2 separate regions of the Drosophila melanogaster genome follow, and region 1 is linked to region 2. Evidence: chromatin contacts called from public Hi-C data. All regions are on one chromosome and are shown on one strand. The core of a region is the stretch at or near the end of the contact, and the rest is flanking DNA. Distances in the headings are between cores, read along the strand shown.

Evidence for each region. Hi-C and Micro-C count contacts between places; a contact is called where the count stands out from the background.
Region 1: a Hi-C map of the Kc167 cell line shows a contact between it and region 2, with 2.3 times the contacts expected there. A contact is called at or near these places in 13 of 107 Hi-C or Micro-C datasets (the D17-c3 cell line, the Kc167 cell line, the ML-DmBG3-c2 cell line and 3 more) and 1 of 7 datasets of targeted methods (the Kc167 cell line).

What each region holds. Positions count from the first base shown.
Region 1 is chr3L:2,236,189-2,238,888 of dm6, forward strand. ACXD (Adenylyl cyclase X D) reads left to right here and starts at 1,420. Exons shown (of 12, transcript NM_138984.4): 1 at 1,420-1,825; 2 at 2,120-2,362. The coding sequence starts at 2,240. CG9018 reads right to left here and starts at 888. Exons shown (of 4, transcript NM_139444.2): 1 at 613-888; 2 at 1-541. The coding sequence starts at 763.
Region 2 is chr3L:1,926,824-1,929,523 of dm6, forward strand. lncRNA:CR45826 (long non-coding RNA:CR45826) reads right to left here and starts at 1,329. Exons shown (of 1, transcript NR_133157.1): 1 at 800-1,329. The region is part of intron 4 of Dbx; the gene reads left to right.

The DNA.
Region 1 (2,700 bases), core at 170-2,669, 310 kb after region 2:
GCCCTGATGAGCTCCTCGGGCTCCGGTGGCTCTCCCAAAGGCAAGTAGGGTGGCGTGTGGCCGTTCTCGGGTTCCACAGAAACTACTTCCTCCGTCGGAGGAGCTGAGTTCGCGCTGCTGCCTTGGACGTGATGGCGCGAGCGCTTGGACTTAGAGTGGCGATCCTCGTGCTTGCGCTTCTCGCGGCGCTCGGATTTCTCGGGCTTGCCGCTGCCGCCGTGATCCTTCTCCTTCTCGGGCTTCTCACTATCGCCATTGGTCTTGCCATTGCTGCTGGAGCTGCTGCCAGGAGCCTCCTTGTGTAATCGCGACCTCCAGTCGGCAATGGTCTTGGGATCGTAGACGCCCCGCTCCAGCCAGATGTTTAGGATCCTTCCCAGGCTGCCCAGCAACTTGTCCGAGTTGCACTTCTCGCCAATGTGGGCGAACACCTTGCCCAGCACAAGGCTGTACTCCTTGCCGTACTCCGGGCCCTTCTTCTTGCTGTTCTGGATCACGTCGTTGGCCAGGTACATGAAGGTCAGCTTCTTAGGCTCCGGCACTGTTTGGGGATGCATGTGTATTAGTAGGTGTGCTGCACTGAATGGCCAGTAACTGCCAGGGGATACCCACCGTTCTCCAGCTCCCGCTGCCAGGTCCTTACAATCGCTGCACTGTGTTTTCGGTGGTGAATTAGCCACAGGGAGAGCGTCTGGATGCTCTGCTGGCTGCTGTTTAGCTCGGCCAGCTTCTTGAGTAGCGCCGAATCCGTGAAGGCCGACATGGCTGCTGCTGCTTTTCCGCCGCTTTTCCGTACTTATTATCAAATCAGTCGAACGATTGCAATATTTGCAAGTTTCTGAAAAATAAACAGCTTGGAATGCGTATCTATTTTTGACCAAAATACCAAATACGGCTAGATCGCAAGCCGCTTCAAATTACGGCAACTGGTCACACTCGCTGTGGCGGGAAATCAGTTTTCTTCGAATTTCAACCGAAATTCTCCTGTTCGATTTTTTGCTGTCTTGTTCTCGAAAGTTGCAAAGTTGGTTGTTGAATACACTTTGCAAGAAATACATTTTAAAGTAATTGATTTTACCTCAAAGCAGAGTTGCCGTACAAATAGGGCTGAATATACCAGCTTCCAACGTAAACCGCTAGAGGGAGCCAGTACGAGGCGCCAGAAAAATTTAAATTTGAATTTGAACCTTAGAGCAAGCAGAATTATGGTTTATTTAACTAGTTTTGATAAATTACAATAATCCAGAGCAGACTTTTAATAATTTCACTTGACAAGCAAGCACCCTACGGCTGTGTCATCAATCAAGTGCCAGCGCCGCCAAACACTTTTCACACTGATAAGCACTCCACTTTCAGCACTCAACCATCGAGAATCCAAGTGCGAACGATTGGACAGGTGTGGTGGGCTCGTTGGAGCCCTCAGTTGGTCGCAGCAGTTGGTTGGAGTCGGTCGCGTGTGTTGATAGCAGCTCCGGCGGGCAATTAAGTCGGACGGAATCGAATCGGGGCGAGCGCTTATCGCGGCAAAAGAGTAATTTGTGATACCTGTCCGCCGTGTATTGGCTTGTTGGAGCGCAACGCGCTTAAGTGGTGTTAATTTTTTATTAATTATTATCGTATTTATTACCCAACGAAAGTGAAGTGCGAAATCGGTCGCCTCAAGTGCCCGGCCGTACGTGCAAAGCCCGTAAATAAATTACACAGCCATATAGCCCTGATCCTTACCTCTACACTCGCTCTCGCCCACCGCAGCTGATAATGCAGACGAATTCCGCCTGATCGATTCCCATTCCCATTTCGATTGCGATTTGGAGTGCGAGTGCGGGTGAGTTTGATTTACAGACCATTAGCTATTACCACTATCAACGGCACATTAGACAAATTGCTAAATTAGCTGCTGTTTTCGCCACCATATACGCACATACATACATGCATACGAACATACGAATCGCACAGCTCGCAGCCCGAAATCCAAAATCCGGAGAGCTTCTCCGCACACCTCCCTCTTTCTGTTGGCTCCGATAAGCGAAGCCCCTCAATTGACTGATTCAATGCCTATTGGGGGACTTTGCGGCTGAAACTCTGATAGCCGCTAGCTAATTGTTTGATCCGATAATAGGCGAAATAGGCAGCCAGCCTCTGATTCTGAGTAGCTGCCACCGAAAATGAGCCCGCCACATTGATCATCTGATCTCCCATCCACCCAATCCAATCTGAACTGAACTGAACTGGCGCCATCATGGACTCCTACTTCGACTCGGCCATCGAGTACAATCGATCCAACCCCATCAGCCTGGCCAGGACCAGCAGCCAGGCCCAAACCGTGCAGAACGAGAAGAACTGGGAGTGGTCGTACCTTGTGGTGAGTGCCTCGTCTGAAGGATGCGTCGAAAACATTCAGCACTGCAGTGGTGGAAAGTTTTATTCCCGCGTAGCTTTATCTTTATATGGGTCCGCCAATCTTTATAAGCCATCACTAAAATCTGAGTTTACCCAATTGCAACCGAATGCAAAGTTCCTGCGCTTTATAGAACAGCTGAATAGGTAGTGATTCACCGTTGCATATGTAGTAAAAATCTATTTTACTGAACTGAAAACTTATGCAAATTATTTCAACTTGAATTATAGTATTTTCTCGAGCGTCCAGTTTGAAAAGTCTCAATTAAGGTTAATGATGACAGCCATTTTAGACAAGTATGA
Region 2 (2,700 bases), core at 79-2,578:
TCACAGCGCTGCCAACAATTTGCGTGGCCAATTCGGTCGTGTCACAATGTAATCGATCACAACTCAATCACGGCCAGAAGTCATCCCCTGAAATGCTGCTGCTGCTGCTGATGATGATGATGATGATGAGGAGGAGGCTGCTGATGACTGACAATGTCACGCCAAATTAGTGCAGCTCTTTTTGCAGCATTTCGCTGGCAAATGATTCATAAAAATTTCATAATTGCACAATAAGCGTGTCCAGTTGCTGGCAGCTCAGGAATTCATCAACTCATCATCGGCCAGGTCACGCCCCTTTCGGAGAAACATTTGCCTCATCGATCACTTACGCCCTAATGATCGTATAATGTCCGCGTCTGGAAAAAGATCATCCAGTATTTCATTTGTGAAAATGTAACTGTGAGATGGAAATTGCGAAATCTTCTCCACCAGCTACGGCGTTGAATAATGGTGATTGTTAAATGATTGATTTTAGCTAAATGGGTTGCTTTAAATTTATGAAGTTTACTTAGTTTACTTCATGTGGATCAGGCAACCCGCCTGCATTGTAAATTTCCTTGTAATGAACCACTTTTATGTGCAGTCTATTATAAGTTTTCAGTCTCAGCTGTTTTTGCTAATATACTTGGCTATGTTAAACTTAGACTTATATTTTCGGTTCAAACTTATTCTCGTGAAAGTTTCAACTATTATTTGATGATCATTGCCTAGACTTCAGCTATAAATCTTCGGCTTGAACACTTGAAACTGCAGTTTGTCAAAAGTGTGAAAATGGAGAGCAAGCAAAATGGTAAAACAAAAGGCAGGAAAAATCCCAGCGATGAAAAAAGCTGAAAGAAAACTCGGTGGCTACGGCAAAAATGTGCAAAAATGTCAGAAAAATTCGCAATCAAATCGCAGCGGGTGTCCAGCTTGCGGTGGCCGAGGCCCGGGCAGCTGGACACAGGACTCTGGATTCTGGATCCTGGAATCTGTATCCTGTGTGTGGAATTGTGACGGGGACACAGGACAAAGGACACACACAAAGTGTTGGCCAGCCGGCGGCGATGGGAGCTCCATTAACGATGGCTTTCTAACGAGTGGTTTGGGTCCGGATCTGGGGTTCCATTTTCCCATGTGGAATGGGTGATGAACGAGTGCGGATATTCACACTCGAGTGACACAGGTTGAGAGCGTGTGGGTGGGTGTGTGGATGTGTGGGTGAGTCCTTGTGGCCGGCTGCTTGAGTGTGGGTGCATTGCACTGCGCCTAGTTGTATGCAACATGATTTAAGGGCCTCCATCCTTGCTTTTGCTGCACTTTTTGCGGCCGCTTGTTGTTCACTTTGCTGCACAGTGCGCGCCATAAATATCAGCACACATTGCACTGCCCTGCAATTGGTGGTCCGGTTGGACTGGGCTCAGGACTTCGACTCGACGCCATTGTCCAGTGTCGCGTGCCCTGCGGTTTGGCAAACGCTGCATTGATGAGGATGCCCAGGTGATTCATCATTTCGAGTGTTGTTCATTGCAACGTTTATTGCGATTTTTACAAACGCACTCGAAAAATCGCTGGCGCCCGAAAACCGAAGCGTTTATTGCGACCAACGCGATTTATGGGCGGTTTTTGGTTTCACTTTTTTGAATGCAGGTCACGTTCCGAGTGTTATCAACTAATGGATTGATCTGTGTGTAGAATGCATTATTAGCTGGCAGGTCTGGTGCCAAATATCTGGGAACTATCTACTTTTCGTGAGCAGTGCCGTCGAAAATAGATAGTTATTTGCATTTGAATAGTTATTACTCAGTCATGCTGGCTATATTTAATGTCTAAAAAGAGAAATATGAAAGCTTTGAAAACCGCATATGCATATTATCTCAACCCTTCGCATTCAGCAGATACATACATACATGTATCTGCATTGAACAATATAACTGAGGATTCATGAACTCAATATAATCCCATGGCGCACACTTCTTCAATCAGTCACGCCCCCTTCGAAGGCGAACTGCAAGTGACAGTTACCAGCCTCATAATCCGCTGGCTATAAATTTAATTGCCATTAATGGCACTCGAAGACAGAAAGGCGCTGGGAAATGGGAAAAGGGAAAATGGGAAAGGGGAAAGCTGAAAGTTGGCCGCAGGCGGCTGCCAAAATCACGCGGCGGAAATGAAAACATCTTGAGGCCAAATGCGATTTGCATTTTTAAATCAATAAGGACTCAAAGACTCGGGACTTGGAGTATATATATTCATATGTGTGTGTGTGTGTGTGTGTGTGGAGACTTCAACCCCCGCACACACGTGTCTGGCCTGCTGCCCTCTCTTTCGCACAGAGCAACTTTTTAAGTGTCGTGTCCAAAACAAATTCGTCTGTTTTTGATTTGTCGAAAAATGGGGGAGCGAAAAAAAAGGAAGCGCGCAGCTCGAATAAAGGAAATTCCCGCCAACGCCCGGCAATCAACTGTGGAATTTCCACCCATTTCCCCCCTCCAATATCTCTCTTTCACTCCCCTGGCATTTTCACGTTATAAATATTTTTATTTTCCATTTCGTCTGGATTGTCTTTTGTGTACTTTGCCCGGATTCACGGGGGGAATTCCCACAGCATTCGCTTGTCTGCCTCTATTTGGCTTGCAATTTCGATTTCTTTCGCGGTGGCGACAGAAGCCAGCGGCTTTAAATCAAATTGCACAATAAATAATCCCCGAATTCGAATCG